Regions from separate parts of the Mus musculus genome. Here regions 2, 3, 4, 5, 6 and 7 are each linked to region 1. The links are chromatin contacts, called in public ChIA-PET and HiChIP or PLAC-seq maps. All regions are on one chromosome and are shown on one strand. The core of a region is the stretch at or near the end of the contact, and the rest is flanking DNA. Distances in the headings are between cores, read along the strand shown. Region 1 holds the start of Bcl11b (B cell leukemia/lymphoma 11B). Region 2 has its middle 71 kb from the start of Gm16086. Region 3 has its middle 53 kb from the start of Gm16086. Region 4 has its middle 13 kb from the start of Gm52008. Region 5 has its middle 37 kb from the start of Gm52008. Region 6 has its middle 72 kb from the start of Gm52008. Region 7 has its middle 120 kb from the start of Gm52008.

Region 1 (3,680 bases), core at 360-2,859:
GGCAGCCAGTCCTCAGCGGCGGCCGTCATTCACAGGCTTCTCCAGCTCCAGAGCCGGGAGCCCGGCCCCAACGCAGCGAGGTGAGCGAAGGATTGCAAGATTACAACCTGCCTGAGGTCTCGATGGCACCCAGAGGAAATTTTATTTCTATTGCAATAAAAAATTTAATAAATAAAAAGCAACCGCGACCAAAAAAAAAAAAAAAACCCGCGGGGGAGAGACTCGCGCAGGCTGCGGCCGGGGCTTCCCAGAGCTCTGCAAGCCGACCTCGCCGGTGGCAGCGCGGGTACCCGGCTGGCTCTGGGAGAACTGTGTACCTGCGCGGCTCGCGCTGGCGTTTTCTTTTCTAAATGAACCCAGCTGGGGCGGTGGAAGCTGCTGAGAGTCTGCCCTGCTGCCTGACTTTGCAAGCCCCTCCACTTGCTTGAAATCCGGCGGATTTGCACCGCGACCTGCCTTGTTTATTTAGATGGGAAGATGAAAGATACAGAGATAGAAAGATGGATAAGAGGATGATAGGTATTTTCTCCCCTTCCTTTTTCTTTCTCTTCATTTTTACTGTTATAAGAGCATCCCTTTTTTTTCCCCACTCATGACTTTTTTGTTAACTCGTGGCGGGGATTTTTTTTTCACCAACCCAAAACCTCCCCCCCACACCTTTTTTTTTTTTTTGAGTTGGGGGGGGAAAGAAGACAAGACCGTCCCAGGAGACGGAGGTGGGGAAATGAGGAGGGGGTGCTCCAGCACAGCAAACAGCTGCGCAGCTGGATTCTTTTGCAAATAGCGAGAGGAGGGGAGGGGACGGCGGCTTCGGAATCCTAGCAGCGGCGCGGTCGGCGCCCAGCCTGGCGGGGCGCAGCGACCGGGAACCCGAAGCCCGCGGCCATCCCTTTCCCCTGCGGGTCCCTGGGTCCAGGGCGCTCTCGGGGCTCCGTCCGCCCGCTCCTCCGAGCGCGGACCCACGCGCTCGCCAACTTTTCCCGGCTCCCCCTCCCCCTCCACTCCTCGGCCCCCTCCCCCTCCTCTCCAAACCCCGCCACCAGCGCCGCCGCCGCCACACACGCCGCTTGGAGGGCCGAGCGTCCGGCCGGGCTCGGCGCGCACAGCCGCCTGCAAGCCCGCGCGCCCCCTCCCCGGCCCGGAGCCCGCGGCGGCTGCCCCCGGCTGCAGAGAAACTTTCCCAGAACCCCACGCTCGGCCGCTGCTCCCGGGTTGGTGTCCCCAGCCCCGGGCGCCCGGAGCCCCAGCCGCCGGCCCTTCGCGCGTGCGGCAGACACTTACGCGTGATGAGTTCCCTCTGGGACAAGTGCTGCGGGTTGCCCTGTTTGCGGCGGGACATTGCCCCGGCATCTATTCTGGCATCGCCCGGAAAGCTGCACAGATGCGGGCCGGGGAGGGGGTCTGAGCCGCCGCCGCCGCCGCGCCTCCTCCTCCGCCCGGGTTGGTGCCTCTGCCCTTCCTCTCTTCCTCTTCCTCCTCCTCTTCTTCTTCTTCGTCTTTATTTTGCTCTTTCTTCTGGGCTGTGTTTTTGTTTTTGTTTTTGCAAAAAGAAAGAAGAAAAAGCCAGGAAGATGGCTTGCTCTAAAATAGAGAAAAGGCTAAAATAAATTATAAAACTGCTGTTGCTCGCCGCTGGCTGGCCGGTTTCTTTAAAAATATATTCTTTTGGAGGAAAAATATCTCTCACACTTCTTCAAAGTGCTTGGCCTCTTAGACTTGTAAATGTCTTCTTGAAGTTACGCCGGGTTTTGCACCGGCCTCTGACACTTTTCTTTCGGGGTCTGGTAGGTGGAACGCGCACTTCCACCCAAGGGGAGGGGGGAGGAAAAAATGCAAACAAATTTCAAAAAAGCCAAAAAAAAAAAAAAGGCAAAGAAAACTTGGGGACTTGTCTCGTACCCCCTCACCCCGCCCCCTCAAAAACCCAAAAGCAATGAAAAGCTGCCTTGGTTCGGCTCTTTCTGGGTTTTCTGCGCGCTGCCTGCTTTTTTTCTTTCTCGGAGGCTGACCCCTCCGAGGCTCTGGGGGACTCCGGGAGCGGCTCCTTCCCGGGTCACCTGGCAGGCTGGCGCCGGCCGGAGGGGCTGCGGGTCCCCGCGTGCGCTCCCCAGCGCTGCCCGGCGCCGCGGGCCCAGGGGGAGCGGGGCTGCGGGGCGGCTCGCCCAGTGCGCCCGGGTCGGTGCGGGCGTGGACGGGAGCTATAGATTGCAACGTGAAGATGGCGGAGTCCGGGTTCTCCGGGAGCTCTCGGTCTCTCTGTGGCTGGGGCTGCCTCTGTACAATGGGATAAAATTCAAGTTCAAGTGCGGACGTGACGTTTAATCTGCTCTAGAGACAAAAAGACCCAGAGAGTCGGAGCACTGGGGGCGACTAGCGGTGGCTTTTTAACATTGTACCCTGTAAGAGAACAAGAAAGCACACACCGAGACACGCGCGCGCGCACTCACACACACTCGCCAGTGCGCACACCCGCAACCCAGGCCGGCCGGCCACACGTGCAAACTACTGTTTTTGTAAGCTGGTCTTATCACCGAGCACCGGTAGCGCAAAAGAGGGTGGGGGGGGATAAATAAAATAAAATCTTGTCCCCACTCACTCTTCCTCCCCCGGGAGCCGGACTCCCTGAGAAAGGGGGCGGAGTGCTGTGTGAGTAACTGAGGTACACTGAGTCCAAGCAAGTCCAAACCCACCCACTCGAGAAAGAGGGCTGGAAACCACGGGCTGGGGGAGACTGAGGCGACAGATAAAATTGTTTTCCTTCACTCTCTAGAAAAGTAGTTACAGTTGGTTTTACTTATTTGGAGAGGGGAGCATTTTGTAGAAACTTCCAAAAAAGTGTCTCCATATAAACCGTTGGGGGTTGGTCGTCTCAAACAACAAAATTAATGATACTGAGGGGCACAGTGGGGGGGGGCACATTTTGTTTGAATCCCATTCCAGAAGGGTTCTTCGCCCTTCTGGGCCCCATTAACTCCTAGGGGTCAAGCACTGCCCCGCCCCCACACCCTAGTCTCCTTGGGAAGCACGCGCTAGAGGGACGGGTTGGGGGGCACTCCACGTGGGAGAAGTCTGGGACTCACAGACCCAGAAGTGGGCGTGGTCAGCGCTGGGAAAGGAGGGTGCCTCGTAGCGGCGACCCCCCCCCCAATTCCCTCCGTGAAATCTCTGCAACCTGGAAGTCGTCCCCCTCCTCCATCGCCCGGGATCGGACTTGAAATTGCTTGTCCGACCAGGAAGGACAGAGCCGCCTTTTCAACCGTTTGATCTCCAGCCGGCCAGGACAAGGGGAGTTGTGGGGGCCTGCCCGTGGCCCGGGGACAAGGCCAGGCTGCAGTCCCGAATGCACCGCCCCCTCCCGGCGCTCTCCTCCTGGAGACCAGCTGGGTCTACTGGATAACCTGGCCTCCCGCGCTGGGCGCGCCAGTAGGCTGGACCCCTCTCCCTTCCCCGGCGGCCAGGGCGGGTCGGGGCCTGGCTGGGGCTGAGTTTTGTGGTGAGCCTGGCTGCACCACCCTCACTCCGCCCCAGGCCCGGCGCCCCGGCTTCAGCCCAGGGATTGGCGAGGCTGCAAGGCCTCCAGGCGAGCCGCCTCTCCCGGGGCCTGCTCCTCAGGGGGCACCTGGGCTTTTTGTTCATCCTGAAAGCCATGGGTGGGGCCATGGCACCAAGGAAGAGGCGTA
Region 2 (3,680 bases), core at 320-2,819, 980 kb before region 1:
ATGCCTCTTCATTCTTCCATTGGTCAATATGTCTTTTCCATTCTCAATCATTCTGTCCAGAAAGTGCCCGTCACCTGCTCCATGGCTGAAACCAAGTCCACCTGTCACTATCCTTTTCCTAGACAGTGATTCTTGGGTAGGGATGCCTGTATTCATGGGATGAAGTAATCTGGCACATGCTTCTTGTGTCTCAGCCCACACAAGTGTGAGAATCAAGAGAGGGTCTTCAGGCTCATGGGCAGACCCTCTCTCGGACCACCACATACATACTGCTTAACGGCCACACATTCCAGCCAAATTGCAACCAGCTTGAGTGCTCGGCTAGAAAGACTTGGTGCTGCCGTGGCATCCCTGAGCCTGCAGAAATGTACTCCTGGCTAAAAACACAGCACTTGACACTTTGCATAATGAAGCCGAACTCTTAACTTCTGGGGCTAACACACCTGCACCCTCAGATTGGCCTGGAGCACAGGGGAGGAGATACTATGCCTCCCCAGGTAGAGGATGGCTTCCAAACAATCCAGAGGCCCAAGCCAGCCTCCTGTGCTGGGGGAAGAAGCTACCTGCAGCTGAGAGCAGAGAACAGTCTGCTTGGCTTCTATTATTGCCCTTGTTCGGTATTTTTTTTTTCCTGCCGCTTAACTCATCAAGATCAACAAACATGCAGGCAACAAAGTCTTGCATCCCATTCAGAGGCATGGTACCCCCCAGGCCTACATTTTATGCATCTAGGCTGTTTCCTTAGGAAATCTTCCAGATGCAGGTCTATGGGGGTCAAGGGGATACACATTTTTTAAGGTTTTGGAGATGGGATGCCAAATTGCCCTCCAGGAAAGCGAAATCCTGTCATCCTTTCTGAAGCCCGGTGTGTGGAGCTGAGCGCCCCACGGCCTTCTCTGCTGCACAGGGCCTCATTCATTCTTCACTTCTTTTGCCATTTGCACACCAAAGCAGCTTTCCTCGCCTCTGCAGGGGTGGACAGGGATGGCGCGTGCTGGCACTCTGCTTTCCACAGGTGTTAACACTTGGATTGTGCGGCTCAGGTGTATGGAGGTCGAAGGCAACTCCAGTCACACCCGACACTGCCTGCCCAGGCCTCTGAGAGCTCATAAACTCAAACTCTCTAAGACAGAGGGACAGACGCTAGGCACCCCAAGTTCCCTGCTCCATTAGCCTCTCCATCCCTGGGACCACATTCTCCTGGCAGCAGCCACAGTAATGGACAACTTTCCCCGGGGCGGGGTAACTTCAGAGAGCTCGGAGGCCTCACGCAGGGCATCGAGTGAGTTTTAGCAGCTCACTACAGAAGTGCTTCGTTCAGAGACTGGCACTCCGTTTCCATGGATTAGGGCTCTGGGGCTCTTTGGAAATGAAGTTTCCATGCGGTACACTCAGGATGCTGCCGAGCTGCAGCAACTTTCTCAGGCAAACAGCTTTTCTTCTTTTATTGCCCTCCGAATTTTATTATTGTTTAGGGGGAGATGGTGTTGGAATCCATAAGTCAGAAGCAGGGGAATTGGGAGGACTAAGCCTGTCTGCAAGGTTGTCATTTTCCGGGAGACGGAGAGGTGATGGAACTGCACGCGTCCGGTTTATGCTACCTACTCCCACCAGGTGGCTAATCTCCACACAGTTCCTGTGAGCACGTTATTAATAATAATAGCCGCTGTGTTCCAGAGACGCACAGTGTGCACCAGACCCTCGGCTGGGAGTTGCTGGAATGCTTTTGGAATAATCCTCGGGGCATGATGAGGCTCAGAGCCACCCACACTGCGCAGATAAAGAAACCGAGGCTTGGGACAGCTGCCTTGTTGCCCTCACGGGGAAGTCTGATCATGGGGCTGGTGAAGGGGGCAGAGGCTCAAGTTCAGCTCAACACTCGAGGATAAGAAGTTGTATTTTATTAAGGCTCTGTATGTGCCGGGAGGTGGGGGGGTGGGGGTGAGGTGAGAGATGTGAGGGGAAGGGGAGAAGTGTGTGTGTGTGTGTGTGTGTGAGAGAGAGAGAGAGAGAGAGAGAGAGAGAGAGAGGGAGGGAGAGAGAGAGAGAGAGAGAGAGAGAGAGAGAGAGAGAGATAGGTGTGGAGAGGGAAGATGTATGTAGTGGGGTATTGTGGTAAATCTCCAACCCAAATATGCCCCAGCAATGAAAATACAACTCAGTTAATATGAATACATGCTGTGCATCTAGACTGGGCAGATCTACCACTACACTACCATCTTCCACTTCTACTAGACCCCTTAGAGCATGTGTTTCTTCTATGCTTTTCTTCTTCTTCCTCCTCCTCTGCATCCTCTCCCTCTCCCATTTTCTCCTTCTTCTCTCCCCCAACTTTCAGCTCCACCTTCCCTTTATCTGCCCAATCATCAGCTCTCCTTTATTTTACAAATTAAGGTGGGAAGCAGGTTTACAGGAAATCACCTGAGTGCTGACTCATTCCTTCTTCCACAACCCCTCACTGGAGAACAGAATTAACATCAACTATAATTAGCCCCAGGGCTCTCTGCAACTGTGGGGGGAGGGGAAGTGTGTTAGCTCCGCAGGAACATCTGGAGGCCAGAGGCTGATATCCCTTGCTTTCCTTTTGTTCTTCTGATTTTTAAATTTACTTAAATATTTTTTTTACATATTAAATGTGCATGATTTTTTCTTACCTGTGTATATGATGTGCACCATATGCATGCATATCTGCAGAGGTCAGAAGAAGGCATCAGATCCCCTGGAACTGGAGTCAGATGTAGCTGTGAGCCACTATGTGGGTGCTGGGAACCGAGCCCTGGTTCTCGAAAAGAGCAAGCTGAGCTGTCTCTCCATTCCCCGACCTTATCTCCTGAGGTAGTTCTTTCTCTGAACCTAGAGCTCACATATTCAGATGGACGGCAAGCCCAGAAATAACCCTGCTTCCACAGACCAGCATCTGGGACTACGTGTGCACTGCTATGTTCAGCATTTATCCTGCCAGTATGACTCAAGTTCTCATGCAGGGCTGGCAAGCTCCTTCTCCAAGAGCAATCTCCTCGTCCCTTGATATGTCCCCAGGTCCCTTAAGATTCACATGTCCCATACTGTTTCTCAGGCACCATATCTGTCACTGCCAAGCTAGAGAGAAAATCACCTGTGATTTGGACCCCTGCTTCAAGGATGCTCCAAGCCCCCTTTTCTTTTCAGCAGCACAGCCCCAGTTCTCCTAGGGAGAAATTCAACAGTGTCTGTGAGGGGTTATTTCAGTGGGGCTACACTGCCATTATCTTGCTGGCCTGTGAGAGCATGGGAATTGTTCATTCTGTCTGTCGGTGTGGGGATCCCACCACCACCAAGGTGGTAATGCCCCTGCTGTAATGATGTATGAAAATAAAGGTGTCTTCATAAATAGGAAGTTCCTGCTGGTTTGTCTGGGACATGGGGGTTGGGGGGGTTATTTACCTACCATTAGGATGTGAATGCTTTATCTGGCAATTTTTTTTTTTTTGCTACTGTTTTGCCTGTAGCGCAAATCATATTAAATGTGTGGACTATTATGCCATGCATCCATTGAATTGTATATACCAAACCTCCATAATATAATACAAACAGGGAAACATCAGTCTGAAGCAATTTGACAAGTGACCCCTCTATTCTCCTCCTCTTGCCCTTGTGTGGTTCTGATGGAAGGAAATAACTCCAGAGAACCTGGGGCCGCT
Region 3 (3,680 bases), core at 846-3,345, 960 kb before region 1:
AAGTTTCCAGCCCCAACACCCTGGTAAGGGAATGTCCATAGAGATGGACCCAACAGATTGACACAGAGGTCCTCTACCTCGGAATTCCCTAATGTGCTTTAAATCAGGCCTGAAAGATCACTTGGTTGTCTCTCTATCTTGGTAATGGGGAGACCCTAGCTACTGGAATTCTGCATAATAAAACGCTCTGCATTTGCAGACTATATGAGTCTGGGGTGTCTTTCTTCCTCGAAACACAGAGCCTTACAGTCCTTGTAAGGATGCAAGGGGAGAGGAGGCCTGCTTCACTGTGGCAGTGCAAACTGTTACAGCCATGACTTGCCTGCTGTGATGAGCTGCACACTCATGCACTGGAGCTTAGACAACCCTTCCTGTAGTGCCTCATGTCTGGTATTTTTGCTACAGCAAGAAGACAGGTAGCTAACACAGCATTGGATCTGATAGGATCTTACTCTGAAAACATCACCTGGTAATTTAGAGCTTTTACAGAAGGCAATCTATGACACTCGGTTTTTATTTCCTTAATTATTTATTCATTTGTTAAATGTTTTAGTGAAAAGTAATGTGCTGAATATTTTATTTAAAAACTAGAATATTATGGCTAAGGGGAAAGATGAATGATACAGGAGGTATCCATATTTAACTAATTTGTGTCTCTAGGTGGTTTCAGAACTTTCTGGAAGCCCAGGAAAACTGGAGGCATAATGAGCCATGAAATAGTTCTTGTCCAAATTGTTGGGTCAGTATCCTAGAGTAAGCTAATATGTGGCTTGTAGCTTTTACACAGTAAGTTTTCACAGAGTTTTAACTGATGTTATTTTTGGTTTAGTTTGGTTTGGTTCTTTCTTTTTATATTTTGTTTTGTTTTGAGACAGGGTCTCATTATATAACTCAACTGTCCTGGAACTCTCTGTGTAGACCAGGCTGAATTCAAACTCACAGAGATTCTCCTTCCTTTTCCTCCTGAGTTCTGGGATTAAAGTCATGTGTCACCATACCAAGTTATACTATATATACATGTGTAGAATGTGATAAAGTTGTGTTAAACCTCACCAGTATTAGCTAGTTTATGTCTGTATATGCACACATATGAACAGGCACACATATAACATGAGTATAGATTTTGAGGGTAGACCTGACCAGTCAGAAGGGGGAAGGATAAGATAATGGGAGTGTTCATATGTGAATAAAGAACCATGATATGTATATACATTAAAAGAATCACCACAAAACCATTATTTTGCATGCTAACTGAGAAATTCATTTTCAAAAGCATGCTCTAGCTAATTGGGAAATCAGAGAATGGTTTTGGAAATAAAGTAATTGAAATTCAAAGCTCAATGAATGGGTTCATCTTAAATAAAACACAAACTAACTGAAAATCGATGGCCACAAAGATAAGATATAAGAAAGAATCAAAATGTTTGAGCAGGAGACAAGACCACAGAATGAGAAAGGAAACAGAAAACAGTTACAGGTCACAAAATGTCAGTATGAAGAGAACACTGTGTGCCTTAGACTATGGAGAGCCGAGCAAAAGACTCATCCTGTGGTGACTATTAAGAGCTTCAGATCAGTTTGAACTAGAATACAGTCCCTCATGTTGTAGTGCCCCCACCAACCATAAAAATATTTGATTGCTAGTTTGTAACTGTAATTTTGCTACTGTTATGATTCGTAATGTAAATATTTTTAGAGAGAGAGGTTTGCCAACATGGTTGCAACCCATAGGTTGAGAACCTCTGCTCGGAGAGTATTCTTCAGAAAGTGAAGAAAACGTTTGGAAGAGATCTATACAAAAATAGTCCATCCATCCTTATCCCTTCGAGCCTTCTTGTCAGAGTCGTGAGGTTGTCACCAATGCAGGGAATTGGAGATCACGGATTGGTCCAGTTAAAAACAGGCAGTGTATCTTCCCCAGCACACCCACCACAGGCTCTGAATTTGGTCTCAGTCCCAGAAAATAGGCTTTGCTGTCTGGCAGTACCCCGTTCGGGCACGGGTTTCACTTTCGGCCATCTCCCACTGCTGTGAGAACCGCAGGTGCGCAAAGCCACATGGGAGAACCACGAAGCGCTCTCCCTCCCTGACAGTGCCATGGGCATCTGAGTTCTTTGTTTTCCTCTGGTGGTTAGGGCTTAAAGGAAAAGACGTTTCCATGCTGCACGCAGTGAGTGCTCATGCAAGAGAAATTGGATTTAATTTGTAAGACAAGGCACCGGAAAGCAGACAGGTGAAAAACAAGCCAAGGACTGTCCCTCCTGCGGTTGCTAGGAGAGAAACCTCCAGCCCTCAGCCATCACTTCCTGCTTGCAGATCTAAATGCCATCAAGTGTGATCATTCCTCCATAGCTTCAATTTAAGGGCCTCTGAATTTCCAGTTTGAGGAGCACATTGATAAGACGTATCTGTTGCTCAGTACAACGATGCCTGTGGGACTTGGGGGAGGGGATATTTAAAAAAGGCCACACTGGAAGTATTAATACGCGTACGGCAGTAAAACATTCAGCTAAAACAGCAATACAACAGACTTCCGATGGGCCTCTGGAGGCATTAGAAGAAGCATCTTCATTCCACAGGCGTGTTCAGCCAGAGATAAATCAACTCTGCACTGCCGAAAAGAAATAGAAGCCTGCTATATCTTCTCTAAAGATTTGTAGGATGCCCAGTTTGGGGAGTGCTGGGGGAAGACTGCGTGTTGTTTTTGAAACTGAGACTTGAATATGGCTGTAATGTTAACCACATTTACTTCTGGCTGGGGAAGCCAGCTTAGCAAGTTTGAGGTCTCTTAAGGTCATTTCTCACCGAGTTGTCTGCCTGACTTTGACATATCCTCTTGCAGGGTGCGATCCTTTTGACACACGTAGTGGGCTCTTTGTATAACCCATGGCCATTTCCATCCATGTCTGTGCATCTTACATGAATTGAAATAAGAGTGGACAGCAGGCGAGGGTCTGTCAAGTGCCAGGGGCTGGAGAGGCGCTTTAAAGAATGGACAGAAAGGGTCTATATGTGTAAAAAGATGGCTCCAAGTGCTGGCATACGGAGTGGGAAGGAGAAGTGTGCACCAGAAAGTTCCAAGTCCATCACTGCCCTCTACCACAGATAGTTTACTTAAAGAAGAAAAAAAATGATGAATAAACAAGATATTTAGAAGACACACATGCAGTCAGGAAGGAGGTATGTTGGGGTGTCCTGCAGGGATGTGCAGGGGAGAGTGGATATAATCAAGACACTCTGTAGAGGCTGTAGAGTTAGCTCAGTGGTTAGGAACACTGGCTGCTCTCACAGAGGACCCAGGTTCACTTTGCAGCACCCACACGGAGGCTCGCAATTACCTGTAAGTCTGGTTCCAGGGGATTTGACATTCTCTTCGGGTCTCAAAGGGCACCGCATGCATGCGGTGCACAGATGTACAGGCAGGCACTTCAACATACACATAAAGTGAAAATAAGAGATTCTTTGAAAAAAAAATCTAGAAGATATGTTGTGTATGTATATGAAAACTTTAAGGACTATATTTTAAAATATTGTTTTTTGTAAGAGAAAATGACACTGAATTCATTACAAATCACTACCAGGCAAGTTTTCTCTCAAGAAGGATAGATTAGTTCATGGTGCTAGAATGGCTAGATTTAGGTTATCCAGAGCTTTCTAAGGTAGGTTAAGGAGATGCACAT
Region 4 (3,680 bases), core at 585-3,084, 880 kb before region 1:
TATACAGAGTCTCTCTCTCTCTCTCTCTCTCTCTCTCTCTCTCTCTCTCTCTCTCCCTCCCCTCTCCCCCCTTCCCTCTCCCCCTCTCTCCCCATGTGTGTGTGTGTGTGTAAACATATATGTGCATGCATTTATGCACATACACATGTGCTCATGGACATACACATACACTTATACAAGGAGACTTGCAGGCCGGCCAGAGGACATTTCTCAGGTACCACCTTTCTTTTGAAATGGGATCTCTCATTGACCTGGAACTCATCAAGCAGGCTAGGCTGTCTGACCAGAGAGCCCAAAATATCTACCTGTTGGCATTACAAATCCACACCCCACACCAAAGTTCTTGTCAACATTATTTATTATTATTATTATTATTATTATTATTATTATTATTATTATTATTATTATTATGTTTCTGGGAATTGAACACAGGTCCTCATGATTGCAAAGCAAGCACGTTGCCAACTTTCAGCTAGCTCCCCAGCCTTCTTTAAGGTGATTTTGCTCATAGTCTGAGAAAACTGAATTTCTACCAGAGTCTGACCACTGGAGATCTCTGTGGTCCTGAGCAACTCGTGTAAGCATACCTAATGTCTGAGTGAGCCTGCTAATCAGCAGAGGTAAGGGGACAGACACTGCAAGCCAGCAAGGGCTCAAATGGGACCGTGTCTGCCAAGTCGCGATCTTGAGAACTGGAAACTCATTAGCTCTGGGGCTTTGTGTTAGAGTCTTGCCCACACTCCAGATCCTATGACCCAGCAGGCATGTGAAGGGTGCATCAGCAGCCTATTTCATAGACTGGGTAACTGAGGCAATTCAAACTAGCCTGTCTTGCCGATTACCAGAGTCCACGCTGCACTGGAAGCCTGGTTGGTTGTTGTTAGGTTTTTTGTTTTATTTTGTTTTTGTTTTTATTTTTTGTTTGTTTTGTTTCCTTTTATTTTTAATTCTAGCTGCTAGAGTCAGTCACAGGCGGTTGGCTCCCCAAAGCCTCACAACTATCTTCCTGCCTGCCTGCCCTGAACGGGCAAACATTGAACCTCCACACATAATCGCAGCCTCTGGCCTTCCTTGGTGACAACCAGCCTGTTTTCTGCTCTTGCCTCTGTCACATGGGTGGGGGGGTGGGAGCCACACCTCTGATCTTCACACGGTGAAGAGCGAAGGAAGCCGAAACCCTGCCAGAGGAGAGGGGTGACAGTCTTCTTAAGCCTTGACAAGTCAACTGTCTTGCCGCAAGGGTAGAGTTGGACACCTGTTCCAAGGTCAGAGGTCGCAGTGTGAAGACACTCTGTCTGCCCTGGGAACTGCCTGGAGCAGGCGAAAATGTCTTCCAGAATCTTGGAGAGGTGTTCTGAGTTTATGTCCTGGGGAAAGCCCAAACCTGTTGTCTCCAGGGCACTCCATCCTCCACATCCTTAATGTGCACAGAATGATGGTGGATGGACCTGGCTGGGGCCAGGCTTCAGCGATTTAAGTGAGCAGTTATTGAGTGTCTAGAGTATATAGCCCTACTTACTTAATATAGCTCTAACACAATGGACACTTCTATTGGCTCTTTCAGGTCATTACAGCCTCAGGCTACATTACCAGACACTGTCTGTACCTCAGCCCCTGAGGTAATGCTTTGATTCCATCCCAGATGCCTTCCATGAAAGGAGGTCAGAGTGACAGGTGCAGACCGAGGCCGTGTGACCCACCCACGAAGCCGACGCGTGAAGTAAGTCAGCCAGCCCAGCAGAGGGGTCCGCCGTGCACTGCTGGGAACAAGAACTATCTCAGCTTTGCACACCCCTTCCACTTCTGAAGAGCTGGCTTACAAGCAGAAGTTCCATTCACCCCTGGGTTACCATCTCTACCGTCGGAGCAAAGAGAGCCGTTCTCATGCCGCATGGCTGGTGACTGGCCTGTGATCTCAGAGTCAAATGGGTTTCAAAGCGTCTTAACATTTCTCTGTGGGTAAAACCTGACCTGAATTGTTAAAACTCCTTGAAGTCTCTAGCTGGAGCTCACATTCCCCTCACCGTGAGAACAGACATGATCACTGCTGTGCCCGTAGAAGCACATTCTGTCCCTAGGTGTTACCTTGACCCCACGGGTAGCATGGCACAGTGTAGTTATAATGCACTGTTCTGATCTATAAAATACAGCCAGCTTTAGGGTTCTGTGAAAGAGACAGGGGGCCACAGATCAAAACCACAGGCCCAGTTCAGAGCCGTGTCCCTTCAGTAGCTTCGGGCTGTGGCAGTCACAGCAGTTTGACAAATAGAGTGGCTCTGGCTCCAGTTCTGGTCCATGCAACTGTGATTTGTGATGTCCTCAGCCAGCTAGGAGCTCCTGGGAGACTGGGGCCCAGTGTCAGAGAGGAGCAGGAGCCTTTCAGGGAAGACAACCTGCGGAGGTTTTGGGGGGGGGTGGGCATACACGGAAGATCCTGGAGGACTGGGCACTCGGGGGTAGGGGTGGGGTCTTCACTTCTCTAGATGTTTTGTGATGACTTGCAGGCCCTGGGCAGAGAGGCAGTGGAAGTTTAATCTTTCCAGAGTTTGCATCTGTGTGCTCAGAGAAGTATAGGGCCCCTGGGAACTGGGGCTGGGGAGGAGGGAAGAGAGAATTAAGACCTGCTGAGGCCACAGCAATTAGCAGGAGCCACCAAGACCTTTTTCTGTGGTAATTGGCTGTCCCTGACCTGGTGCTACAGGGGACGCCAGGGTCTCTAGGGGAGCACTCAGGGACGTCGCCGCTCACAAAGGGCTCAGGGCTGACCAGGAGATCCAAGTAAATAAGGTGGCACTCAGCTTCCAAAGGGCGAGGAGATGATGTAATAGGGACTCCCTGTGGGCGGGCGCCAGGCATGCTGAAGAAGAGTGGCCTGAGGCTCTGGGCCTGGCCTCTGCTGTCCATTTCTGTACTCAGGGCTGGGCATGTCTCTCTCCCCCTCCTTGGGTCTCTGCTCTCATCTTTGCTTCTCTCCTGCTCTGGGTCTCTCTAGCTCTCTTCCCCTCAGGTTTTCTTCATATGTGGTCTTGTGGATTTTTCTTGTTTTCCCTGGACTATTTCTTCTCACGTGCGTGCATGCCCCCGGGTGCTCAGCTGCCCTCCACAGATATAAGTGGACACCGCAGCTGGTGCTTCCTGCTTCTCAACGGAGCCTGGGATCTCCACAGAGAGAAGGGGATTTGTAGCACATTTCAAGCATACATATCTATTCTGGAAATGTTTGGGGAGCAACCATGACCTGGCCCACCACTTAAGACAGAACAAGAATAGAGTTGGAGAAGATAGCAGAAACATTAATAAGTAAAAATGCTGTTTCAGGAAATAAACACTGTGAAGAAAACTAAAACCAGACATGGAAGTAGACTCTGTTGGGAGCAACAGGGAATAACCAGGGTTGCCAGACACGGTATCTTGGTGACATTCTGAGGGAAGTGTGGCATTGACCAGCTGCAGAACATCCCACCAGGGGTAATAAACAGAACACAGGCCCCGTGACAGAAGCCGGCCGGGTGCATTAAAATGCAAGGGAAGAGACGCCAGGTGATGGTAATGTGACAGGAAAGGCTTCATGCTTACCCATGACTCTCAGATGAAGAGATTACCGTGCCATAATTTCACAGAAATTGCACGGGTGTTTCCAAGCTGAGATTCTAACTGGCCTCTGTGAGGAGCAGAAGGCA
Region 5 (3,680 bases), core at 762-3,261, 850 kb before region 1:
CACCCCCAAAGCTTATTTCCTGTGTTTACCTCCCATTTGCAGGCTGTGAAGAGAGGGCAGGGTGTGTGTGATCATCCCTCCTCTCAAAGATGAGAGAAACTGAGGCTCAGAGTGTCCCAGTGACTTGCCAGAGACATCCCCTCAGCTGGAGAAGAACAGATACCCATGTGGTTGGAATGCCAGAAGCTAGGCTCTGGGCCCAAAGCCTTGTTTCTTTGGGTTATGTGTTGAGTGCATTTTTTTGAGCACACAGGAAGTGCTCAGTAAACGCACTTGCAGTTGGACTATTTCTTTTTACATTTCCCCATCCAGCCCTCATCTCCTCCATCACCAGGAGGGAGGTAAGGTGAGCCAAACTGAAACCACAGACAACGCTGTTAAAGTGGTGTGTATCAGAAACACGGCATGGTAGAAATGTGCTGTCTGTCTGTCCTTCACTCAGTCTGATTGATTAAGCAATACGAGGTTCTCTGAAATGTCCTCCCTTCAGATAAATAACCAAGGCGTTAGGCTGAATCTGACTTGTAAGTTGTGATGTAATGGGAAAACACCTCCCGTGAAACCGGCAGGGTGAAGGCCAGCAGAGGTTTCTGGATCACAGAGGAAGGGCTTCATTCAGGGACCATTTCATCCCCCGCTCCTCTGAGCCCCACTGTGGGCCCTCACGCCGGGGCATTTCAGAAGCTCTGTGTGTTCATTCCTGGAATCTTCTTGCCTTTCATCTCGTTTGCTGTGTACAGTAGCTCGCCTGTCCCCATCCTTCCGAGAATGTCTCAAGCCCTGCCTTGACTGTAAAGCCCTGGGTCCTTCTCATACCTCTCTCCTACCTCTTTCTCTGTGTCCAGGAGCTGTAGTCAGAGTCATGGTACCAATGACCTGGGCATGGGAAGCCCCGAGCTCTGGTTCTCTCTCTTCTTTCTTCAAGGGTGCTATCACATGGAAACTTTGTCTTTAACTCTTAGTTCTTCATAGATGCAAACAGTCAGTTTCGTCTGCCCGATGCTGTTCTCCTATGAGGAAGCATGGGTACCACATTATCTGAGGAAGGCAGAGCACTCTGTGTGAGGTGTGTGGAGCCCCGCAGCTATCATCTGCTCTATGGCTTTCCATTTTTTACTTCCTAGCTCTTGATTGTTTGATGGTCGAGTGTCCTTTTGAGACCATATGGCACCAGAGTCTCCTTTCTCGCCTTGAGACACACACACACAAGGAGTTATGCCTTTCTTACTGTTATCGAGGGTCAGTGATTTTTCAGAGTCCCCCCTTCTTCCAGTTCGGGCTTTTCAGTGTGGCCTTTTGGGCAACTGCTGCTGTATACCTGAGGGTTAGCTTGAATGTATATTCCAAGCTTTGTGTGTACATTGAAGCAAGATAGGTGGGAAGGAAGGGCAGCCACCCTAACCTCATAGTCTGATGGTTTTGGGGCTCAAACCTGGGGTCAGGTTGTGATTAGGCTACTTATCAGAGCTTTATGGGTTTCCAATAAACAGATGGATGGGTGGTAGAGAGCACTGAGGTGGACAGTCAGATCTGGGGTGACCTAAGACTTAGATAAGAGACAAAAATTGTCAACATAGGCTCATGGTTGGTCCTAAATGTCCAAGCCCTGCAAAGGTCAAGACCCTTCTAAAAAGACCTCACACAAGCCTAGCTTTTAGGATGGACTTTGTCCCTTTCAGGCTGCCCAGGAAGGGTCAGAGATGGGGACTTTTGTCTGTGAGGACATTCTCTTTCCTTGCGAGTCACTGGCCTTCTAACATCCTATATGTGATTTCTGAGTGCCTGACAGGCACAAATTACTTTTAGTGAATTCATAGAGCGTGAACAGAACTCCAGCACTCTTCTCCTGGTGGGACTTTCCACGGGTTGACCCGAGCAGGTTTCTATAAAGAAGTGACAACTTGCCTGGAGGCCCTTATCCCCCGACTGGTAGGGACAAAGCTGCAAAGTGCTATATCATCTTCCTCTCCCCTCCTCAGCCTCCCCACCCCACCTCAGGGAGGGCGCTTACTGCTGGGCCTGGCGCCAGAGGAACTGGTGGTTGCTTTTGTGGTCACCCAGCAGTTTTATGAAGGCCCTTGAGGTACTTCAAGTACCAGGTGGCCCCAGTGTGGTTAAACTGTCTGGGGGCCGAACTCTGTCAGTGGCCACCTGAGAAGCGCAGGGGCCTGAGGGTGAGAGCTGTTCAGTTGGCTGTGGTGATAATTACATAACACAGGGAAGGCACAAATGGCCATTGTCAAGTGCACACTCACGTATGATAAACGAGCGCATTCCCAGTCTTCTGGGGCATTTGATGGGCACGACCTGGTTTGCAGAAACTATTCCTTTGTGGAAGTCACACCAACCCCCTGGGTACGTTGTTTTCCAGAGTTGCCCAGATGTAGAAGCTGGCTGTCCAGGGTTCACCTGTCATGGAGCCTTTGGTGAGCTGTGTGAGAGTGTTCTTCATCACAGACCCCATGAGCCAAGAGTACTTTTGTTATGTGGGCAGTGACACCGGCAGCCCTGAGTCCAGTAGGGGACAGTCTTTCTGGGCCCTTAAGCTCTCAAGCAGGCGTGAGGCAGAGAGTTATCTGCCTCTTGGTCTTCCTAGCTGATGTGCCATAGAGTGTGTCTCAGGCTGTAGTCAGATTGCAGAGTCGCTCAGATCCCTTCTCAAAGTACTTGGAAGCTTCAAGAAGACGTTTCAATACGATCTTCTCCTGCTTTCAATCCTTTGATCTTCCTTCTAGAATGGCCTTTCTCAATCTTCCTAATAACCTTTTCATAACCCTTAAATAGATTTTCTCATTTCCTGATGCCACTCCAACCATCAAATTATGTCATTGTTACTAATCTTGCTAGTTATGAACGTTAATGTACATGGATGGCATGCAGGTCTTCTGATATGCAACCCCTATTGAAGGGTCCTTCCATCCCCCACTAAAGGGTAGGGACTTTTAGTTTGAGACTGTTATAAAAGCATTGATCATAGTCTGGCATAGACCAGCAACCAGGAAGACATACAATTAAGGACATATGTGTGCATACGTCACATGTATACACAAGCACCTGCATGCCTATATTTGCATACAAACACACACGTATACACATGCATGCACATCAACACAAAAACACAGACACAGACATACCTTCCACCCTGAAAGTCAAACACACCCCCTCCTCCATGGAGGAGATCTTTGGTGGGGAAATGCAAAGCAGTTTGTTCAAGGAACATTCCATAGGTGCCCAACACCACGTTTGGCTCTTTGTAAATAATATGCCTTCCTTGAGGCTCCCAGAAAGTTCCCTTCACTAAAAGCTCTTGTTAAAGCTCCTGTCCTAGTGTGGATGTACTTATCATCTTGATTATCTCTTTAGGCTATACACTACCCTCAGTGCAAGAGCCCCCTGACCCCCAACTGTCAATCATTGCAGGGCTACACATTAAGTCAGTCAACAAATGTGTGTGGAGTTTCTAGTCGGTACTTTGTATATAGTGTTATAGCGCTCTCAGGCTAAGTACAGACTCAAGGATCTGATTATAAGTGAATGAATGAATGAATGAATGAATGAGTGACAAACTAGGGAGAGATAAACAGTGGATTCACTGAATTGGAGGCCCTCGACATAGCCCTCAGAGAAGAGGTTGTCTGTGAGCTTGGCACGGAAAGTTAGAACAATTGAGGTGGTCAAGT
Region 6 (3,680 bases), core at 880-3,379, 820 kb before region 1:
CGTGCCTCCCATCTTCCATGTTGTGATTTCCCATGCTCCACTGGCCTGGGCTGGAGAGGCAGCTTGCTTCTGGGAAGCAGGTGTGTGGAAGTAAAGCAGGCCTGGAAGACAGCCAGTTTGGTAGCGTCCATCCCCGGGGGACCCCGAGGCTCCGAACATTAGCTGTCTCAACCGCTCCTCGTGGGGACTGAAGGGCCAGGCCTGCCCATCCCTGTCCAGATGTTTGGGCAGGTTGCCAGGATGTGTGCAGAAAACTGCCATTCATTTAACTAAGGTGTAATAAGCATTAATGAAGCCTCCGTTCTTGGTGTTTTGTTTAGTTTACAAAAATGTCTCAGATCACAGGTGACTTTGGGGAGAAGTGTCCTGTGATGTGTCCCTGGGTACCACCCCACAGATACCAGCACTCCTTTGATTGATGGCCTCTAGGAGACCGGGAATAATCCCTGAGCATCTCTGGTGTCTGGGCTGCCTTTTGTTTCACAGAGAAAGCCAATCTATGTGGCCTGGGAAGGTGTCAACCCCAGATACTCCATTTTACCCATCCTGACTACGGCCTTGGGCGAGCCTCATAGTTCATCGCACTTCTCCATTTACAAAGGGTAAACTGAAGCTTGCCTTTGATAAAAACCTACAGAGCCAGAGAATGTCTGTAGGTCCAGAGCTCCAGTAGCACAGGCTGGGCCTTGCACAGTCTTGGCCTTCCAGACTGAAGTTCCCTACCGGGCTGAGGATGTCTCAAGAATTACATAGCTGCCCCACCGTAGAAGGAAGAGGTGGGGGCAGGCTGTGTGAAGGGCACCAGAATGAAACTTGAAAGGAGACCGAACAGAAACTCGAAACAAGGTGAGCTGGCTGCTGCGTCCTGGCCTGGAGGAAGCCGTGGGCCGCAAGCTTGAGACCTAGGGCTAGAGGCCTGGCCAGCACCTTTGATGGGGCCAGCCATGGGCCTGGCTCAGCAGTTCCTCCCCACTCACCTCGGAACCAACGAAGCGCGGGTTGGATTTCGTGAGAAGTGTGTGAACACCCAGCTCAAAGTGAAAGAGCAGGCCGAGAGATTCACACAGCCTGAAACCAAACCGGGAAACAAAGGCACAGACTATGTATGCCCGCCAGCTCTCCCACCCGCTTGCCCTGCCTGCTATCCACGACCACCCTCCAGCTAACCTTGAATCTAGATGTCCCGAAAGGCAGGATGGGGCACTGCAAGCAACACTGGGTTCCTAGAACTGGCTAGAATTCTAGATCTATCTTTTCGTGCCTTACATCTTGGGATTAGTGGTAGTACATCTCTGAGCTTCTTGATGAGGCTGCTAATCGCAATGTCAGTGTGTGAGAAAATGGCTGTCCCCTCTATGTTCCCAAGCATCCTTTAACTCTCCTCAGGGTCAATTTTAACCCTTCGTCTGACAATAACATTGAAACGTCTGTCTCTTCATTTCTTTCACTTTGCCTTTTTTTTTTTTTCCGGAAACAGAATTTCTCTAGGTAATTCAAATTTGCATTGAATTTACAATCCTGTCTTCCCGGCACCAGGGCTGTGTGATAGGCAAGTCTGGCCACGCACAGTTTGGTACCTTCAATTTTCCAAAAGCTCTGTTGAGATATTTCACAGGTTCTAAGACTCACTATTGCCAAGTATGCTCACTTCGGGTTTTAGGGAGGAAAGCAGATGCAGGAAGAGGCAGAGATCCTATGCTGGGCCTCAGGGATGAAGAACCATCTCTGGGGTCACACCCCTCCGTTACAGGCACATAGCTCACCAGTGTGTGTGTGTGTGTGTGTGTGTGTGTGTGTGTGTGTGTGTGTGTAAATCAGCAAAACTTTAATATTTCCCAAAGCTCACGGAGGGAAACCTTCAGCTTTCCCTTGCCCTAAGCATTTGCAATGAAACCCCTGACTCCGTTTCCCAGGACGCAGGCGACCTCCAAGGATGCCACCCACTTGTCACTTCTGCTTTTTGCTTTGTTTTTGGCCGCTTCATATGTGCAGACAATATGTTGTGATTGTATTTGCCCCATCACCCTCTCAAAGCCGCCCACCCCCTTTCCCTCTCAACCCCTCCCTGGAGGCTACACCATTAGACAAATGAGAGCCTCTCTTATAGCACCAATCAGCAGCCTTCGGCTTCTCAGGAAGGGGCGGGGCTCCAACACTGTGCTAAGTCGAAGGACCCAACCTGTGCAGGGGTCCTTAGCTGCTGCGCACACATGGTGCAAAGATTACACTGTATCCAAACAGCCGCATTTTCTCACAACGCTCTTCTCTGTCCTCCTGCTCTTTCCCTTCTGTGCCATTTTCTGGGCTTTGAGGTAAGAAGCGGCTTCAGGTAAATGAGCGACGCGTGTTCCAATCCTTGGAGCCTCTCTCTGCCTTGCCCAGCTTGACTACGTTCTCTTTCACGGGTCTCATCCCTCTCCCCACGTGTCTGACTCCTTCCTTTGCTCCTGGACCCCAATGAAACCTAGCCGCCTCAGAGTCCCTCGGGCTGCGAGCTGTGAGCGATTTGGTGATCTCTAGCCCCTCTCAAAGCGCCCAACTCCCCCTGAATCTTCAGAAGGATTTCTGCCTTCATGTTCCCTCCACCAATCCCCTCAGCAGAATATGAACCCCAGGAATGAGATGAACCGGGTCCTTCTTCCCCCTCTGCCTGAGAGAGAGGGGCCCTGAGAGTTTGTACGATGGAGATGATGCATAGTCTCTTCTCGGTTCTGAGTCCTTTATCCCACGTTCCCTGGTGATGTACCCCAAATACCTCTGAGCTTCTCTCCGCTTCCCTGAAAGCTGGGGAGGCACCTTGCTTGGGACAGTACACATGGTCATCAGGTACTGACAGCTGGTTGCCTGTCAGTTGAAAAATCATCCATCTGCCTTCCTCTTCCCTTTTCAGGACACTGAGAGATGGTCTGAGATGTAAAATTAGCCCTGTAACAAGAGATGAGTCTTCCTAAAAGTCAGATGATCATGCCAGAACCCTTTGACTGGGGACCAATGGAAACGGTCCATGACCCCAGTGTAGCCTGTGGGCCCTTGTCACTGTGGCAACAGTAGGGGAAAATATCATTCAGGTCTTATTGTTAGTCTCCTTGCAAATTGTCTGAACAACTTTTTATATTGTCTTAGAAACGTGCAGTGCTGTGTGCTTGTGTTCTTTGTTCTTGACTCTTTCCTTTTTAGCACTCAAAGGAAGCCTACTCGAAACAAACTGAGGGCAATCTGCCAGTTTCTCTAACCCTGAAAGAAGAGAGACAGAAAACACACACACACACACACACACACACACACAGAGAGAGAGAGAGAGAGAGAGAGAGTCAGGCAGGCAGGCATGGTTAAAAGGCAGGCAGCCGCTTTCCCCAGTCCTATCTCTGTGCATCAGAGATGCAGGTGAGGAACCAGGGCTGTAGATAGATGTTCATGGTCCCTCTGGATCTGTAGAAGTCATTGAGAAACAAGCCTGGGGTCAGCTGCAAAGATGAGAGCATGGCTCTGGGCGGGCTCCATCCTCAGGACCAAGCTGCACCAAGTACAGGAAGCTGGTTCTGAAATCAGTGGTCTCGTCTCCTCGAGGATGAGCTGGGAACTCCCTCTCTTCTGAGCATGCCTGGTTGGTCACAGTTGGCAACAGCATGGAAATGTCAAAAGAGCCCTGTTTGGAATTGTGACTACTTTGGTTTGATTAT
Region 7 (3,680 bases), core at 580-3,079, 770 kb before region 1:
TTTTTTTGTGACTGAGTGATCTCTCTCTCTCTCTCTCTCTCTCTCTCTCTCTCTCTCTTTCTCTCTCTCTCTCTCTCTCCCCACCCCTCACTCTCTCTCTCCCTCTCTCTCTCTCTCTCTCTCTCTCGTTTAAAACAAGATAGAGAACCAAAGACAACACAGTCCTGGTCAATTTCCCCATAGCCATGATGTCTTAGGTTTCATGCTGAAAAAGGAGACTGATTTCTATCAAAAGATATGGATACCATGCCCAACACACACACTCTGCTTAGGGCTGCTTACTTTGGGTCAACTTGACATAAACTCGTGTCATCTATAAAGAAGGAATCTCCTTGGAGGAATTTCCGTCATCAGATGAGCCTGGTAACACATGGCAGGAGAGGGGTGGGGGAGGGTGTGAGGAATGATTGATGTGAATGGTCCCAGCCCACTGTGGGCAGTACCACTCCTAGGCAGGTGGTTCTGGTTGATATAAGGAAGCAGCTGGGCTTGCAGTGGAGAGCAAGCCAGAAAGCAGTGTTCCTCCACCATCTCTGCTTCAGTTCCTGCCTTCAGGTTCCTGCCTCAGCTTTCTGTCTTGGGTTCCCTTGAGCATGAGCTGTGACCTGTAAGCCAAATAAACCTTTTCCTCTCCAAATATATTTTGGTCGTTGTACTTAACACAGCAACAGAGTGTAACTAGGATGCCTGTGAAGTCATTTGGTGGGACTTTGGACTGGCTTGTGGCAATCTGAAGGCAAAATCATGAAAGAATTTAATTATGAAGAATTTTCAAAAAGAAAAAAAAACCTCAAAATGTTTATTCCAAGCATTCAAATCCAAATGAATCAGTTCCCAGTACCTGTCCAGCTCTGCCTCTACTGTATGAGAATTCCTCTCCCAAATTTACAAGGTAAATCATTGCAAATTTGCAATGTGGTCAAATAGTCCAAGCAGTTCCTGGAGCCAGCGGGATGCCAGGAATACACGATATGTCTTAATAGATCTGATTTTTAACAGAATATAGCAAAATCCTGTAATATTTTTTTAGAGGATGGGAAAACAAAAACTCATGAGACAGGAAATAACATACATCCATGTGGCTGGCCAACCATGTCTTCAGAAGATGAATGCTATGTACGGGAACAGAATCTAAATGAAATGACTGAATGTGGCCACCTACAGAAGGGAGGACCTCAGGGAAGACAGAGGGGAGGACTTTAAGTATGTGTGCAGTGGGTAAGGGCAGCTCAAATCTTGCTGCCTCCTCCAGGAGTGTCCTCCCGTCCTGTTGACTCCGGGGAAATGAGGAGGGGGCAGTCTTAGTCAGTCCTAAGCAGAGGATGGGTGATTAGGAACTTAAGACTCAGGTCCATCCACCTGTTCATGAGCCTTCTCACTGACATACAGAGGCAGTCTTATCTGTGGAGGGGTTGCTCATTTTCTAGTGTTCTTCATCCTTCACTTCCTGAACCAGTGTCTACTGTTTGTTGGAAATCACAGTAGGCACAATATGATGTGCTTGTGACAAGCCCACTTGGTCCACCCTCCAGAAGAGATGAATCTTCTGGTGGATCCATTCCACATAGCACCTTCCAAGCAGTAAGGCAAAGCTAGAGGTGGGTTTTCATTTTTTTTATTATAGATACCCCAAAGGGTTCCACTAGACAGACAAACGGAAAATGCAGACAGCAGAATGCACACTTACATCACCAATCATGTGGTGTCTCTGTCTCAGAAGAGCTTCCTGCACATACAACTGGGCCAAGTGGACACTGTCACATAAGATACTGTGTGTGATGGATCAAGACCACTGACGGCACCTTCCAGCTTCCAGCCTCCTGTTACTGAGCAGCTGGCCAGTTTCTTTTGACGCACACCTGTTCTCTTGTTTAGCTCTTGGTGAGCAACCTGCACCCAGTGAGAAGAAGCCCCTGCATTCCTCACACTTTAGCAAGATGCAGTGGCTGACTCTCTAAGGATGGAAAAGGCTGTGTTCCTGTAAACATCTGCCTGCTTCCGGCCTGCAGCTTCCTCATTCCTCCTTGAGAACCCTTCTCTGACCTGAGCTTCTTCATATCTCCAGTCAAGAGTTTAGACCCATAGCAAACTTCTGCTGTATCTCCCCTTTAGAGGATTCCATTGCTATGGAAATGCTGATGTGTGTTTGTGTGTGTGTGTGTGTGTGTGTGTGTATGTATGTGTGTATCTTACCTGCAGTGTCATTTTATCTTGAAGTCCATTGTTGTCACCTACCAGCAATATTTCCTTTGACAAAGTCTCTTCTAGCCTCCATTTCTTGACCAACATATGGAGTTACAGCGTGGAGCCCTATAGGTGGGCAATGCTGGCCAGACACAGGCCAGTCTGAGGTATTACACCCAGAGGCATTTAGCAATATCTAGAATGTTCTTTCATATCATTGTTCAATATCAATGTTCTTTCAAACATTGATAGGCATGAGGCTGGTACTGCTGTTTACTAAGCAGAGACCAGGGAGGCTGTTAAGCATCCTCTAGGGTGCAGAAGAGCTCCCTGTGACTAGAACATTATAAATGTGGTTCTCAACTTTCCCAATGCTGTGACCCTTTAATACAGCTCCTCATGTTGTGGTGACCCCCAAAGATAAAATTATTTCCATTGGCGCTTCATAACTGTAATTTTGCTATTGTTGTGAACTACAGTGTAAACACCTGTGTTTTCTGATGGTCTTAGGTTACTCCCATGAAATGATCCTTCAACCCTCAAAGGGGTCGTAACCCACAAGCTGAGAACCACTATTCTATACCCAAAGGGGTGGAGAGATGGCTTATGTGGTATCATTTTTACTTCACAAGCATGAAGACCCATTTTCCATGCCAAAGACACATATTAAAAAGTAGAGCTGGGGAGGCAGAGGGAGACAGGAGGGTCCCTGGGGCTTGGGGACCAACCTCATAGTCTACTTGGTGACTTCCAGGCCAGTAAGAGACCCTGTCTTAAAATACAAGCTATATGGCCTCTGAGGAATGACAAACAGGTTTGTACCCCCACATACACACAACATGCATTCTCATACCTGCACACATATGCACTAAATATGTATATGCATGTATAGACATGTGCACACACACATACACACATAAACACACATGTCCACACAAGAAAATGATCTAAATAGAAACCTCTGTTATTGCCCAGAAAGAGGAAACCCAGTGTCAATGGGTACTTTTGGTGAAAGCTTAAAAAATATTTTACCAACCAAAGAAAATCCATTCATAACAACCCCCGAGGTGATGTTTTTCTCATCTGAACACTATATCCTACGTTCTTTTTCACAGAGTACACATCGAAGATAATTACATATTTCAATATTATAAGTATGTGTTTAAATAGAATGCATATTTAATAATATATGCTTTCTATATTATAAATATGTATTTTGCATAAACATATACACTTATGAAATGATTACACATCCAGCAAAGGAGACTAAGGAAGACATGGGTGAGAAGAGAAGAGGAAGGCCTGTGGGAAACTGAAGGGTGAGCAGCAGGCGGCTGAGGAACAGGAGACAATCCTTCTGGTCACCTACAGGAAGATTCGTGGCTGTGTGCCAGACCTGCTGGGTTACCTTGGAGCATTTTCTCAGTGCCTGCTCTCCTGTCTGCAGCCACCAGCATCTTCCCGCCAGGACTTACCTCTAAGATTATCTGTGCTTC

What was found. ChIA-PET counts read pairs in DNA pulled down with a chosen protein or histone mark. HiChIP or PLAC-seq counts read pairs in DNA pulled down with a chosen protein or histone mark.
Region 2: a contact with region 1 is called in an H3K27ac HiChIP or PLAC-seq map of embryonic stem cells, with 9 times the contacts expected there. The contact joins the enhancer-like site here to the promoter of Bcl11b in region 1. A contact is called at or near these places in 12 of 39 promoter capture datasets (the 3T3-L1 cell line, 3T3-L1-derived adipocytes, the C10 cell line and 7 more), 11 of 484 Hi-C or Micro-C datasets (CD4 T cells, Th1 cells, Th17 cells and 7 more), 17 of 115 datasets of contacts at active chromatin or transcription factors (SST interneurons, T-cell acute lymphoblastic leukemia, Th17 cells and 10 more) and 1 of 9 other capture datasets (embryonic stem cells).
Region 3: an RNA polymerase II ChIA-PET map of memory CD8 T cells shows a contact between it and region 1, with 474 read pairs. The contact joins the enhancer-like site here to the promoter of Bcl11b in region 1. A contact is called at or near these places in 15 of 39 promoter capture datasets (the 3T3-L1 cell line, 3T3-L1-derived adipocytes, the C10 cell line and 8 more), 8 of 484 Hi-C or Micro-C datasets (CD4 T cells, CD8 T cells, embryonic stem cells and 3 more), 24 of 115 datasets of contacts at active chromatin or transcription factors (CD8 T cells, T-cell acute lymphoblastic leukemia, Th17 cells and 15 more) and 1 of 9 other capture datasets (embryonic stem cells).
Region 4: a contact with region 1 is called in an H3K27ac HiChIP or PLAC-seq map of regulatory T cell precursor, with 15 times the contacts expected there. The contact joins the enhancer-like site here to the promoter of Bcl11b in region 1. A contact is called at or near these places in 8 of 39 promoter capture datasets (the 3T3-L1 cell line, cranial neural crest, embryonic stem cells and 2 more), 2 of 15 datasets of contacts at CTCF or cohesin (CD8 T cells and thymocytes), 33 of 484 Hi-C or Micro-C datasets (CD4 T cells, CD4 single positive thymocytes, CD8 T cells and 14 more), 27 of 115 datasets of contacts at active chromatin or transcription factors (CD8 T cells, the SCID.adh cell line, SST interneurons and 20 more) and 1 of 9 other capture datasets (embryonic stem cells).
Region 5: an H3K27ac HiChIP or PLAC-seq map of CD8 T cells shows a contact between it and region 1, with 24 times the contacts expected there. The contact joins the enhancer-like site here to the promoter of Bcl11b in region 1. A contact is called at or near these places in 11 of 39 promoter capture datasets (the 3T3-L1 cell line, cranial neural crest, embryonic stem cells and 5 more), 21 of 484 Hi-C or Micro-C datasets (CD4 T cells, CD4 single positive thymocytes, CD8 T cells and 12 more), 17 of 115 datasets of contacts at active chromatin or transcription factors (CD8 T cells, the SCID.adh cell line, craniofacial prominence and 10 more) and 1 of 9 other capture datasets (embryonic stem cells).
Region 6: a contact with region 1 is called in an RNA polymerase II ChIA-PET map of memory CD8 T cells, with 529 read pairs. The contact joins the enhancer-like site here to the promoter of Bcl11b in region 1. A contact is called at or near these places in 9 of 39 promoter capture datasets (cranial neural crest, embryonic stem cells, frontonasal cranial neural crest and 4 more), 1 of 15 datasets of contacts at CTCF or cohesin (stem cell-derived epiblast-like cells), 7 of 484 Hi-C or Micro-C datasets (CD4 T cells, CD8 T cells, Th1 cells and 2 more), 17 of 115 datasets of contacts at active chromatin or transcription factors (CD8 T cells, the SCID.adh cell line, Th17 cells and 14 more) and 2 of 9 other capture datasets (embryonic stem cells and liver).
Region 7: a contact with region 1 is called in an H3K27ac HiChIP or PLAC-seq map of double positive thymocytes, with 5 read pairs. The contact joins the enhancer-like site here to the promoter of Bcl11b in region 1. A contact is called at or near these places in 2 of 39 promoter capture datasets (the 3T3-L1 cell line and stem cell-derived epiblast-like cells), 5 of 484 Hi-C or Micro-C datasets (CD4 T cells, Sertoli cells, Th2 cells and 2 more), 14 of 115 datasets of contacts at active chromatin or transcription factors (the SCID.adh cell line, acute myeloid leukemia, craniofacial prominence and 11 more) and 1 of 9 other capture datasets (embryonic stem cells).

Annotation. Positions count from the first base shown.
Region 1 is chr12:108,001,805-108,005,484 of GRCm38.p6, forward strand. Bcl11b (B cell leukemia/lymphoma 11B) reads right to left here and starts at 1,610. Exons shown (of 4, transcript NM_001079883.1): 1 at 1,282-1,610. The coding sequence starts at 1,339.
Region 2 is chr12:107,026,687-107,030,366 of GRCm38.p6, forward strand. No RefSeq gene overlaps it. Among named protein-coding and RNA genes, the nearest start is that of Gm16086, 71 kb to the right of the region's middle. Within about 2 kb of position 1,570, at least 10 of the 459 cell types and tissues checked have an H3K27ac peak or open chromatin away from gene starts, as enhancers often do. A contact at or near this core is called in embryonic stem cells, where this site is marked.
Region 3 is chr12:107,045,191-107,048,870 of GRCm38.p6, forward strand. No RefSeq gene overlaps it. Among named protein-coding and RNA genes, the nearest start is that of Gm16086, 53 kb to the right of the region's middle. Within about 2 kb of position 2,096, at least 40 of the 459 cell types and tissues checked have an H3K27ac peak or open chromatin away from gene starts, as enhancers often do. A contact at or near this core is called in CD8 T cells, T-cell acute lymphoblastic leukemia, Th17 cells and 6 more, where this site is marked.
Region 4 is chr12:107,122,652-107,126,331 of GRCm38.p6, forward strand. No RefSeq gene overlaps it. Among named protein-coding and RNA genes, the nearest start is that of Gm52008, 13 kb to the left of the region's middle. Within about 2 kb of position 1,835, at least 35 of the 459 cell types and tissues checked have an H3K27ac peak or open chromatin away from gene starts, as enhancers often do. A contact at or near this core is called in CD4 single positive thymocytes, CD8 T cells, CD8 central memory T cells and 13 more, where this site is marked.
Region 5 is chr12:107,146,595-107,150,274 of GRCm38.p6, forward strand. No RefSeq gene overlaps it. Among named protein-coding and RNA genes, the nearest start is that of Gm52008, 37 kb to the left of the region's middle. Within about 2 kb of position 2,012, at least 35 of the 459 cell types and tissues checked have an H3K27ac peak or open chromatin away from gene starts, as enhancers often do. A contact at or near this core is called in CD4 single positive thymocytes, CD8 T cells, DN3 thymocytes and 6 more, where this site is marked.
Region 6 is chr12:107,181,367-107,185,046 of GRCm38.p6, forward strand. No RefSeq gene overlaps it. Among named protein-coding and RNA genes, the nearest start is that of Gm52008, 72 kb to the left of the region's middle. Within about 2 kb of position 2,130, at least 39 of the 459 cell types and tissues checked have an H3K27ac peak or open chromatin away from gene starts, as enhancers often do. A contact at or near this core is called in CD8 T cells, the SCID.adh cell line, Th1 cells and 8 more, where this site is marked.
Region 7 is chr12:107,226,727-107,230,406 of GRCm38.p6, forward strand. No RefSeq gene overlaps it. Among named protein-coding and RNA genes, the nearest start is that of Gm52008, 120 kb to the left of the region's middle. Within about 2 kb of position 1,830, at least 1 of the 459 cell types and tissues checked has an H3K27ac peak or open chromatin away from gene starts, as enhancers often do. A contact at or near this core is called in double positive thymocytes, where this site is marked.